Regions from separate parts of the Mus musculus genome. Here all the other regions are linked to region 2. The links are chromatin contacts, called in public HiChIP or PLAC-seq maps. All regions are on one chromosome and are shown on one strand. The core of a region is the stretch at or near the end of the contact, and the rest is flanking DNA. Distances in the headings are between cores, read along the strand shown. Region 1 has its middle 8.7 kb from the start of Gm23609. Region 2 overlaps Elovl5 (ELOVL family member 5, elongation of long chain fatty acids (yeast)). Region 3 overlaps Gm34654 (a long non-coding RNA gene).

Region 1 (3,988 bases), core at 723-3,222, 87 kb after region 2:
AGAAACCTTATTTAAAGTGTTCTATGCCAGGTTGGAGAGATAGTTCAGCATTTAAAAGCACTGACTGCTCTTGCAAGAAGACCCAGATTTGATTCCCAGAAGTCACATGGTGGCTCACAACTGTTTAAAACTTCAGTTCCAGAGAATTCAGTGACTCCTCGGACATATAAGTGGTACACAGACATACATGCAGGCAAAAACTCTTTATTATTTATTTTACAAATAAAATTAAAATAAACAAACTCTTCTACTCTGGCAAGATGAGGTCATTTGTCAGCAACTTAGGTCTGCGTAGACTCTTCTGCAGGCTGGGTCACCTTTTCCACAAGTCCTTCAGGCCTATCTCTCTCCCCATAGCTGCTCAGCTGCTGAAATCCACAGCCTTGTCTGGGGGCTTCTTTGGTCTCCAGGTCTAAGCCAGTGACCTCACATTTTCAGAGAGGAGCAGTCTGATCCTCGAGTGTGGCAGAAATCTCTCAGGCTTTTCTTGCCAAAGAGATAAGCTTGTGGTTTCTTCCTTATACAGGGAATTTCGTTCCGCCTCAGTGCAATTGCTCCCAGCTGCAGGCTCTGCCTTCTCTCCTGCTCTCCACACCCCAACCCGACCACCCCACAGCTCAGGCAAACAGTCCGAAGGAAGAAAAGCCTCCTCTGGCATCCCACTCCCCATGCGGGAATGAATGCCTCTGTTGGGCCAGTCAGTTACCATGACAGCAGGTTGTTGTAAGGTCAGGCTGACCCTCGTTCTTTGTCCTCTATATCACGGGTCTTGTTTTTCCACCTATTAAAACAGAACATGAGGCTCTTGCCACGTGTGGCTGACCAGCCTGGGATTTCCACCCTCCCGAACTATGTGTTAAATAAGCCTCTTGGCCCATAAACTCCAGAGTTTCTTGTATTCTATCCTAACGAGAATAACCAGTCACTTCCCTGTCAGCAGCCTCCATGGATCTTAGGTAACATCCAAACCTTTAGCAAGCTCTGGACTCTACCTTCCTGGCCTAGACCATCGGTGGCGGATGGATGCGCTTTCCATGAACACACACACTAGAACCTCCTTAGGTATTGTGAGCTGTGAAGACAGACCGTGAAGGAAAGTGGCTTGCTGGAGGTGGGGGTGCTTGGCTTCTGTGGTGGGGGAGTCTTCTCCCGCTGATATTTGGCTGAGACTCAAGCATGAAGGGAAAATTAAGAGCCAATCTCCCATGTTCCAGCTGCAGTGGCCTCTTTCTGTCTCTCAAACTCTTTGGCTTTGTGCTTCTGCCTCCTCGACCCTCCTGGCTGGCCCATTAAGATCCAGAGATATCATCTGTTACAGTGTCCGGAGGACCTGTGACAGCTCACTGAATCGACTTGCAGGCTGACTCTAAGTTATTTTGCTGTCTAAAGGTCTGGGGCTCCTGTCTGCCGACCACTCTCCTCCAGGGGTAGGCTCTAAGGCCTCAGTGGATGCTTGAAGCTGAGGTGGACACCAGACCCAGACAGAGGCACCGTGATGCTGTGGCGGTGCTGCCAGCTGACTGATGGGCACAGAGTGTACACAGCCGGGTGTACAGGAAGCAGGAGTGATTCATACCCCATGCAGGGCAGGGCAGGACACAGATTTCATCATACTGCTCAGAATAAAATGTAGTTTCCAGCACAGGCATCGGTTATGCTCAGAACTTTCCACTGAACAATTTCAGAGCATATTTAAGCAGGGAACTGAAACCACAGATAAGGTTGAGGACCGCTCTGATGTAATAAGGTTTACATTTGGCTAATGGGGTGGGGTGGGAGACAAAGTCCAGTCTGTAGGATCAAGAATGCTTTTATTTCTCTTTACAACTTTATGTTCGACCTGGTGTGATTAGCTTTTCTGCCCTAGGGCTGTTCTGAAAACTTCTGACAGCTCCTTGCCCCCTCTACCCCCACCACATCACTGGATATCCTGATGAGTCCCCAGTGTGCCAGATCAGAGATGGTCCAGGTCAGGGCATCTGGAAATGAAAGTGACCCTTTCAGGAGTTTACGCCAGCCAGCCATGGCTATGACATTCAAAGGATAGTTGACTTATTAACTTGGACCTTAGGTAATCTTTCTTTTTTTTTTAAGATTTATTTATTATTATATGTAAATACACTGTAGCTGTCTTCAGACACACCAGAAGAGGGAGTCAGATCTTGTTACGGATGGTTGTGAGCCACCATGTGGTTGCTGGGATTTGAACTCTGGACCTTCGGAAGACCAATCGGGTACTCTTACCCACTGAGCCATCTCTCCAGCCCTTAGCTAATCTTTCTATTACAGCTTCTCCTAATTGCCCAAACCATCACTCGCCAATGTTGTTCCCTCCCACGATAAATCACGTCCAGATTACCTGCTCAGTAAGGGTTTTCTGTTCTTTTCAACTTCCCCTCCTCATTCTAGGTTGCGGTTACACACCCTGGAACGTATGTGCACGTTAGGAGCCGATGTCCACCTTACCCCTTGAGGACTGTCACGGGTGTTTAGACCATCCAGAGCACCACTCACTGTTATCAAAACATTTTTTTAAAAATCCCATTAACATTAAAAACTTTTATTCATGTGTAGGTATACATATAAAGGTCAAAAGACAATTTGCACTAGTTGACTCCTTCCTTCCACGTGTAGGACTCGGGGAATCAAACTCAGAGTGGCAGCCTTGGTAGCAAGCACCGCTGTCAGCAAGCCATCTCACCATGTTTCCCACCGCGACAGGCTGTTTTTCATTCACAAGTTCTCTGTGTTAACATGTTTCCATTTACCAAGGCCATAGACATTAGCTGCACATGATTGGGAGATAATTGAAATGTGGTTCAGACAACTAATGAATGCATTGTTAGTGGGTTTTTTTTTTTTTTGAAAATTCTTCAGAAAAGACAGCAAATGAGATAATTTATTTGACTACAAGGGAGATCAGAAGCGGTAAGGCCACCATAGGTCTGGGGTAGAGGCTAACGGGGACTGTTTTGGTTGTGAGCAAGGTGGCCTCTTGGGGTGCTTTCTATGATAAGATGGTGGTCAGGTTCAGAGCCAGTGACGCAACTCACTAACTAATTTAAGACTCGGACCTGTGCCTCAGCCTCCGGCCCCCTCACCTCTGCTCCCGCAGCTTCTGTGGGTGCACAAGCTGTGTTACCCAGACCCCTGCCTCCTTTTTCTTCCTTGTCCTTCAGCCCACTCACTCACTCCCTCCTCTGCACTCTCAGGAGGCAGGAGTTTCAAACATGGTGACAAGGCCTGCAGGCAAAAGCATTGTGTTAGCGATTACACTACTCAGAAAGCTTGACTTGAGCTTATGATATTAAAAATCCATCTCAGCCGGGCGTGGTGGCACACGTCTTTAATCCCAGCACTTGGGAGGCAGAGGCAGGCGGATATCTGAGTTCAAGGCCAGCCTGGTCTACAGAGTGAGTTCCAGGACAGCCAGGGCTATACAGAGAAACCCTGTCTCAAAAAACCAAAAACCAAAAACCAAAACAAAAATCCATCTCATTTCTCTTGTATTAGTGAGGGTTTGTTTTTGGTTTTTGGTTTTTAGATAGAGTTTTGCTATGTAGTCCAGGCTGGCATCGAAACCACAATTCTTCTGCCTCCCCAGTGCTGAGATTACAGTCATGTGACACTGTGCCTGGCTTTAGGGACATCTTTTTTAAAAAAGCAAAGCAAAAATGTATGGGTTTCCTGATGACATCATTATGCACACCATGACATCATTATGCACATATGTCCTTACTTTGCTCTTAGTTGACTTACTATCTGCACCCCTTCAGCTTCCTTCTTTCTCCAAAATTGCCGTGTGTGTGTGTGTGTGTGTGTGTGTGTGTGTCCATTTTGTATGTGTGTTTGTGTAAGGGAAAGTGTGAATGTTTACATGAATGAATGTGTCATGTGTGTGGAAGTATGTGTGAGAGTGAACATGTCGTGTGTTTGTGCATGTGTGTGTGTATGTGCTTGCGTGTGTATGTGTGTATAAATCTAGATT
Region 2 (4,169 bases), core at 443-2,942:
TTACTTTCAAAATGATCAGTTCAGTAAATTTAAAAGTATTTGAGTGTTCAGTTTTTAATGTGTACTTTTAACTACTGAATACAGGTGTTAAAGAAATTATTCTTGGGGCTTAAAAGATGGCTGAGCAGTTATGATCACACGCTGTTCCTGCAGGGTACTAGAGTTAGTTCCCAGTACCTATGTCAGGCAGCTCACAACCACGTCAAGGGCAGCCTAAGAGAACCCTGATCTGGAGGCTGGAGAGATGGATGGCTCAACTGTTAAAAGCACTGGCTGTTCTTTCAGAGGACCTGGGTTCAATTCCCAGCACCCACATGGCAGCTCACAACAGACGAAAATTATAGTTCCAGGGGATCTGGCATCCTCACACAGACAGACATATATGCAGACAAAACACCAATGCACATTAAAAAACCAAAACAACAACAAATCCCAAACAACCTTGTTCTCTTTTTGATTTTCCTCTTTTGGGGGGAGGGGTGGTGGTGATGGATATTTAAGTTTAAAAACTAAATTTTCAATATCATTTGGAAATAAAACCTTGGGGGAAGGGATATCAGCATAGCTCCTAATACGACGATTGTCAGGCATTTTGTTTCATTTACATTTTCTTTTAAAAATTGCGCCTCACCTTTAGCTTATGCAGATTATATCTGTTATGTTTAACCTGCCAGGAGTTAATTTTAAATGACGTTAAAATTGGATTTTTAGATATTTTTCTCATCTGACACCATGAATAATGTCTTTCACGGAAAATGTGCTTTATAAAACAGCAGAAAACTAATGCACACAGAACGCTTGTTTTTTTGCCAGAGTCTTACACGCCTACCTCAGTGAAGGACGCCTGGACCCTCTCAGTTTGCTGCAGTCAGTAGACTTCGATCTTGCATGTGTAGTCTCTGATGAGAGGGAGATGGGAAAGTATCATGAAAACAGTTTTTCCTTGCTGGAAAGGGCCCAGAGCTGGGGTGATGACTGCATGCTGAGGACCCCTGTACCAAAGCTCCTCTGTATTGCTTTTTTTTTTTTTTTTTGTATACGTGCACCTTTATTCCGTATTGCATTGTCTTCAAACAATTTGATCATTTCTATTTTTAACATCTATTATATTTACATGGGTCTCTAATTTTATCTCTTGTTTATTTCTATCAGGTTTGGACACTAATTTTTTTTTTTTAATGATGCTAATTTCTACAATAGTTACTGCTACTTTCTTCACACCTTTGTGTGTGTCTTGGGGTGGATCTCTGTCAGTCTGAGGCCAACTAGGGTTAGAGAAACCCTGTTTAAAAAACAGAGAAAGAAAGAAAGAAAGAGAGAGAGAGAGAGAGAGAGAGAGAGAGAAACCAGAGAAAGATTAATGTCATTGTAGCAGTAAAGTTATTTTTAAGTACTCATTTTTATTTTTGAATTTATCCCTTCTCATGGAATATCTTTGCTTTGTGGTCCTTGGACCTTAAAGTTGGCTAAAACTCGCTTAAATTACATAATCTCATTTTTATTCAGGCTTATTTACTGTTGACGAAGGAGAGTGCCTTCGTTTTAATACTAAACTGCTGCTGGTATCCCCTTGATCTTGCTTTCTGTAACCATTTAACCCTTAACTCTCTGGAAGACAAGTCTTGCCAGTCTGCCTGGTTCTGCGCTGAGTCTGCTCCAGGGCAGTGAGCTACTGAGAGGCTCTGTTGGTTCTCTTTGCGCCGACTAGTCTAGTGTTTACCAGCTACGTACGTGTTCTCCCCAAGACCTGAAAGTGACTCATGTAATTGAGGAACTGAATGCATTGTTATTTTTACTTTGAATGATTTTTTTTTACTTTTGACACAGAGACCTGCCTGCCTTTGTTGTGTAACAGACTTTTCCTGGGGAAGATGTCTTTCCTCCTCCTCCTTCTCTTCCTCCTTCCTTTCTTCCCTCCCTCCATCTCTCCTCTCCCCCCCCCCCCCAACCCCACAAAATCTACTACTCAGCCTAGTTAGGGAGACCAGGACAGACCAAAGTACAGTTACTTCTAAAGTCCAACTTGGTGAACCAGTAAGTTTTACTGTGATAGGGGCAGTACAGCTAACAAACTGGAGCACACTGCGCAGCCTGTAGCTTAACCAGTAGAGTGTCCTTTCTAGGTGGCTGGGCTGATCTGAGCCCTTTCAGGCAGCTCACTTATCTCTGCCTATTCAAAGTGATTGGGCTTGTCTTAAAGTCCAATTGCTTCGTGGACAGAGAAGGATTTAATGAATCCTGTCAGTTTCAGGGACTTCCTGCAGATGGTTTTGAGTTATTTTCTGTCTTAAGCTTTCTTGTAGGAGGGAATGTTTCAATAGCAAGGAAAGTGCTATTATTTAACACTCCGGTCCTTAGGCATCCTCCCCCCCCTGCCCCCCAATACCCGCCAAGCCTGTTTTGTTGTGCTGGTTTTTTTCTTTTTAAATGAATTTTAGCAGCTAAAGAGTATTTGATTATTTCTTTTCTAAAGTTTTAATTAACAATTATTATACATATTTAGAGAGTATACTATAGACATTTGATACATGCATACATATATATTATGATCAAATAGCATTGAGATCCTTCAGACTCTTCTAGTTACTTTAAAATGTGGATAAACTATTGTAAATCACAGGCATTCTGCTATGCTACAGAACCCTGGAAGCTGTTCACCCCACCAGTGCTTTCATACCTAGTTTCTGATCTGTTTCTGTCCCCTCTCCATCCCCTTGCTGCTACCTGGAGGGCTTGGGTTGACCTGATGAGCGCACGTGTGCGCACGCACACACACACACACACACACACACACACACACACACACGTACACACACACACAGAGTCTGGGATCAGATGGGACAAGCATTCTGATGGAGACTGTCGGAAGTCCTGAAACTTAGCAGGTCGCTGGAGGAGAGTAGTCACAGGCTGCCGTCATCCCTGAGGCCTGTGGTTCATGCTCATGTCAATAGGGTATCCTTAGGAGTTCACCCCCGCCCCACCCTCTATCTTTCTACCTTTCTTTTTCTATGAAATCAACATTTAAACTCCCACGAGTGAAAACACTAAGTACCTGTCTTCTTGCCGTGCCTGACTTGAGTATGTGTCCTGACTTGTTTATATGTGCCTGACTTGTTTATGTGCCCCATTTCACTTGCTTCTCCATCTTGGCTCTTGCTTGTGCGCATGCCTGTGTTGCTGAGGGTGCAGCCTAAGCCATCTACACATAGAGCGTAAATGACCAGCTGAGTCCTAGGTCTTTGGCATCACTATCTCGACACCCTTGGAGATGCACTTAGGACGGGACCTGCTGGCTTCTGAGTGTGGATTTTTGAGGAACCCTTTCCTTGCAGTTTCCTGTCAGCGACAGCGTTATCTACACTCATAGCTGGGATGTTTTTGGCATTTGTTTTCCTGTCCCACCAGTGTTTGCTTTCATCTTTTTTTTATCATAGCATTATCATTGGCAGGTGGTGATTTCTCGGTCTCCTTGGTGACACCAAGTATTTTTCATGTACTTCTTTGCCACTTCCTTTTGAGAAATATCTGGTTGGATTGCTTGCCCACTTTTTGAAAAAAAGGATTAATAAAAATAAGGGCTGTTTCACAAATGCGTGTTGTCCTTGCACAGGGGCCTCGCCGGTCTGTTTCATCCCAGGGTTGTGTGTGCTGAAGTGAATGTTGCCACCTTTTAACATTGAGAAATCTTGCTTTCACTGTTGAGTGACTGAGTTCGGGACAGTCCCTCGTGAAGTGTTTCCTTCAGTTGGCTGGTTGTCCCTAACGACAGCTCTTCCTTGTGCTGCATCCCTGCCTCGTTCCTGACCTCCTCGGTTTCCTGAAGGCTTACCCTGCCCACGCGCCTGTCAGTGCAGGTATACTTTACTGTCTAGTGTGCTTCGTCACTGAGAAGGAAACTGGAGAGACAGGAATGAAAAGCAAGTCTGGTGATGGACATTGAAAGTGAGCCTTGTGGACAAACAGTCTAGGGGCCGATTGTTTTCAGGTTGTGTAGGATCGACCCAGTCTTTGGAGAGAGGCAGTAAAGGTAACATGGGAAATGGGATATGAAGGGATGGATTCTCAGAAGGGGGAGAGTGCAGAGGAAGTAGAGGGTGAATAGGGACCTTATGGAGCAGGTTAGTGATCCCACACTGGTTCTGTGCAGAGGAAGGAAAGCAGACTGT
Region 3 (4,261 bases), core at 325-2,824, 110 kb before region 2:
AATTTTATATATAATAGACTGGTTTCTAAAGGAAGGCCTCAAGAGACCTTCGGATCCTAATTCATGAGTACTATGTCCCACTGAATAGTCACCGTGTTGGATGATGTGTGTGTGCTAAGCAAGGAGGTCTAATCATGGCTCTGGAGACCATGGAAGAAAGCTTCAAGAATTGGAAAATTCATGGCACATCCCATGTCACCTCAGAATCTAAAGCTGCACTCAGATCAGGTCAGAACGAGCTTCCCTCATGGACCAGAAAACCTGTGCACAAAGGTGTGTGTACAAAAAGAAGAGCTGTGTGGACATACAAAAATCTGAACTGAAATCTCATGCAAATGATATTTCTACACTTGCTGGCCTTTTCCCATATTTTCCTGCCTGAGAACGTCATCAAGTAGAAATAATAATAATTTTGTATAATAGCACACACATTTCTTTTCAAAATTGAACTGTTTCTAGTCTCTTAATTCTTCGTCTTCCTATAGCAAATAAGAATATCCTATTATAACCTGAACTATTAGTGATTCTTACTATATGTGGGATTCCCCTTCTTAATTGCACTTGAGGCCATGTAAGTCAATGAAGCCAGTGGGCACAGCAGTCTGAGCTAGCCAGTAAGCCCTACTTAAACAGACAGCACGTTTTTCTCAGCTTTCTTATGCTTCAGAGAGAGAGAGATCAAAAAATCTGGAAGTATTTTTAACCTATGGGCACTTTTTGAAAATTTTAATTTAATTAAACACTTTAATTAAAAAATAAAATAAAAATAAAAAATTTTAATTTAAAATAGATTTTTAAAATACAATATATTCTAACACAAATCCACACCCTTTCTTTCTCTGTCTTGTTAAACTACAAACAGACATCTAAAAATGTTATAATAATCATAATAAAATTAAATTAAATAAAACAAAAATGAACAAACTAGAATGAGATAGAACAAACAGAGGAAGAAAAAAAGGCAAAGGAAAAACTCAAGAAATGCGTGTAGTCATAGAGGCACACACATTTGCACACACAGAAATCCCACAAAAACACAAAACCAGAAACCATCCTGTAAATGCAAAGAGCCTGTCTGTAAAACAAAACAAACAACAACAATAACAACAAAAACCTGGCAAAGCATTAAGAGACTTTTAATGGCTGTTACCAGAGCTGGACTTCCTGTCCAGCAAGGAGACTAACTGGAAGTGTGGTTAGGAGAGGGTAGAATCATTACTCATCAGGAGAGAGCCGGTGCGGGAGTCTCAGGCCCTCAAGGCGGGCCCCACCCCCACCCCCAGCTGTGCACAGCCTCACAGCTGGAAAGTGCAGTTAGAGGATCCTGCTCCTCTGAGAACTGGCTGTTGGATCTTCCCTCTGTACAGACTGCTGGAGTCCTTTCAACATTTACTAGATGGTCTAACGGTCTACCACCCACAATAACTCTAAAATGTATATCTGAAAACCAACCACACGCTTTTACTGAAAGTTTCACATTGTTGGAAACAATCAAAACCATCTGTCTTACTAATAGATTGAAGTGACAGTGGCCAAGTTCCACCGAAGGCGGAGCCTAACAGTGCTAGGGCAGTCTATTAGCAAAGTGGTATTTGCATGCAAGGCTGAGGTAAGAGAAGAAGGAAGTCTCTAGGGGGATAACTTCCAGGTCAGAATACAAAATACTTTCCTGATTCATGATTTACATGAAATGATTTGAAAGGCATGAGTTGCTTCCCACCAAGTTGAAATTATGGTTGTCACAGAAACACTACGCTGTTAGATCTCACTACTAATAACACTGGAACATTTTGTTTTGAATATGTTTCTCTAGGGGAGAGGAAGTTCAGTTTAACACATGTATTCTTTGCTTTAGACAGAGTAAAAAAAAAATTGACATTCTTCCTCTGACTAAGCCGCTTGCTTTTGTTTCAAATCACAAACACATAAAAAACAAACAAACAAACAAACAAACAAACCCAAACAAACCAAAAACCCGATCAGTGAGAAACCGAGTCATAGGAAGTTAGTGGGAGTCTGAGCACACATCCCTAAGCTGTGGCCTGTCCCCCTCAGTTGTGACCTCTTACCAGCACATCCTTTGTAAGGAGACACTGGCATTCGGTGGAAACCAAAGCACCATCTCCTCTCGGTCTTTTTAGGGGCAGGCTTGTTGACACACATTCATAGCTGTGTGAGCCCTGGGGTGCTCTGGGGGAGGGGCAGGGCTGGGGAAACAGCTGCCCTGTTTATGAGACCTCAGAGTGGCCGGGTGACTGGGTAGCATAGAATCCCTATGGCCAATATTTTTAGATGGGCGTAGGAAATATCAAGAATACAAATTCAGGCAAAATAATAAATGATCTGAAGCAGGCTCAGACTCAGGAGAGCAGGAGCCAGGAGCAGTGAGGGGAATGGAGAAAGTCCAAGCAAGCAGGTGACAGACTTACAACAGGAAACCATGAGATTTCGGAAGGGTAATGCAGCCGCTAAATCTAAATAAATCGATTTTTACCTAAATGACTATTTTTGTGGTACTGTAAGTCAAACCTATAATGTATTTCTCTAAATACGTCTGGAGAACTCAAGGTAACATTAGGTTTTATAATGAACTTTATTAAACACAGCATCACAAGTATGGTATAAGAAAAACACTGATAAACTGGATTATTTTGATGGGTGGTGGTGATGGTGGTGGCAGTGTGTGTTTGTGTGTGACAAAAGCATGTGTGGAATCAGAAAACAACTTGTGGAATTTGGTTCTCACCTCCCATCTTCTCTAAGCAAGGTCTGTTTGTGCTGTTGTATGTTGTCCAAGCTAGTGTTCCTGCCACCCGTCTGGAGTGCTGGAACTGCAGAGATGTGTCATCGATTTGGCTGTTGTTGTTGTTACTATTGTTGTTATTTTACTGTGTGTGTGTTCGTGTGTGTGTGTGTGTGTGTGTGTGTGTGTGTGTGTGTGTGTGTCCTCACCCACATGTGGGTGTCAGAGCCAGCTTATGGACATCAGTTCAGTTCTCTCCTTCCTTCCACCATGAGGGTTCCTGTGATCAAACTCAATTCAGTGGGTTTGCCTGGAAATTGAGCCATTCGGTCAGCCCAATAAACTAGATTTAAATTTTTAAAAAAGCTCTACAAGGCTCTGGTATGTATACACACACACATACACACACACTAATAATAATAATAATAATAATAATAATAATAATAATAATAATAATTTCTTTTTAATCTTCAAAAATAAATCCAGTGCTCTACATGGCTGGTAGGTGGTGGGGTCAGTACATAAACACTTGCCCACCATAACGTCTAGAGTTTGGTCCCCAGAATGCACATAGAAACCAGGCTGGTATGATAGCCACCAGGATTCCAGAGTTCTGAAGACAAAGACAGGGTGTCCTGGGCCAGCTTGCCAACGAGCCAAACACATAGCTCTTGGTTCACTATTAAACCCTCCCTCTACAAAGTCAAGTGAAGAACAGTTAAGGAAGACATCCGCCTCTGGCCTTCATGCCCATGACCTCACATGTGATCACATACACACACACCCCACACATGCTGTGTACATATACACACACTAGGAAAAAAGTACTCTACAAGCAATACTGCAGGACCAAGGGCAGATCATGGCAAAATGGGTACCTAATGAAGTGTATACACAACATCTTACAAACTGTGCAGTTCAGTGTCGAAAGAAAACAATTCAACCAAACCCTGGTTGGCACAAGCAGGTGGATCTCTGTGACTTTGAGGCCATCCTAGTCTACAAAGCAAGTTCTGGGCCAGCCAAGGCTACATAAAGAAACCCTGTCTTGAAAACAATAATAATAATTCAATTAAAAGATGGGCAGAAGATTGAACAGAAGCCTCAGCAAAGCTGCACTGACTGAAGGGCTCTGGGCATCTTAGGCACTAGAGAGTTACTCATTAGAATAACAGGGAGACACCACTCACCTGTCAGAGCAGTTAAAAGCCAAAACATTAACAACAAGCAGCACCAACAACAATGGCGAACAAGAAGAGCTCTGACTCACTGTCTGTGGGAAAGCACAAAACCATACAGGTTCTCCAGAAAACATCTTGGAAGTTTCTTACAAAGCAAACTTAATCTCCCCATATGATTCAACAACCACACTTCTTAGTATTTACTCAAACGAACTGAAAACTTATGTCTGCCCCCTCAAAACTGTACAAAAGTATTTACAGCAGTTTTACTGACAAAACTTGGCAACCGTGGAGCTGTCCTTCAGTCTGTGAGAGGACAGACTATACTACTACATCC

What was found. HiChIP or PLAC-seq counts read pairs in DNA pulled down with a chosen protein or histone mark.
Region 1: a contact with region 2 is called in an HNF4G HiChIP or PLAC-seq map of pancreatic cancer cells. The contact joins two enhancer-like sites. A contact is called at or near these places in 4 of 39 promoter capture datasets (the HPC-7 cell line, hippocampal neurons and liver), 2 of 15 datasets of contacts at CTCF or cohesin (CD8 T cells and large pre-B cells), 10 of 484 Hi-C or Micro-C datasets (the 63-12 cell line, CD8 T cells, the CH12 cell line and 6 more), 8 of 115 datasets of contacts at active chromatin or transcription factors (CD8 T cells, differentiating embryonic stem cells, embryonic fibroblasts and 4 more) and 3 of 9 other capture datasets (adipose tissue, embryonic stem cells and liver).
Region 3: an HNF4G HiChIP or PLAC-seq map of pancreatic cancer cells shows a contact between it and region 2. The contact joins two enhancer-like sites. A contact is called at or near these places in 1 of 15 datasets of contacts at CTCF or cohesin (large pre-B cells), 1 of 484 Hi-C or Micro-C datasets (bone marrow-derived macrophages), 15 of 115 datasets of contacts at active chromatin or transcription factors (the 230-238 cell line, CD8 T cells, the HPC-7 cell line and 8 more) and 4 of 9 other capture datasets (adipose tissue, embryonic stem cells, liver and 1 more).

What each region holds. Positions count from the first base shown.
Region 1 is chr9:78,020,794-78,024,781 of GRCm38.p6, forward strand. No RefSeq gene overlaps it. Among named protein-coding and RNA genes, the nearest start is that of Gm23609, 8.7 kb to the left of the region's middle. Within about 2 kb of position 1,973, at least 175 of the 459 cell types and tissues checked have an H3K27ac peak or open chromatin away from gene starts, as enhancers often do. A contact at or near this core is called in adipose tissue, bone marrow-derived macrophages, hepatocytes and 3 more, where this site is marked.
Region 2 is chr9:77,934,344-77,938,512 of GRCm38.p6, forward strand. The region is part of intron 1 of Elovl5 (ELOVL family member 5, elongation of long chain fatty acids (yeast)); the gene reads left to right. Among named protein-coding and RNA genes, the nearest start is that of Elovl5, 19 kb to the left of the region's middle. Within about 2 kb of position 1,693, at least 55 of the 459 cell types and tissues checked have an H3K27ac peak or open chromatin away from gene starts, as enhancers often do. A contact at or near this core is called in the HPC-7 cell line, adipose tissue, bone marrow-derived macrophages and 4 more, where this site is marked.
Region 3 is chr9:77,824,242-77,828,502 of GRCm38.p6, forward strand. The region is part of intron 1 of Gm34654 (a long non-coding RNA gene); the gene reads right to left. Among named protein-coding and RNA genes, the nearest start is that of Gm34654, 26 kb to the right of the region's middle. Within about 2 kb of position 1,575, at least 162 of the 459 cell types and tissues checked have an H3K27ac peak or open chromatin away from gene starts, as enhancers often do. A contact at or near this core is called in the HPC-7 cell line, adipose tissue, bone marrow-derived macrophages and 1 more, where this site is marked.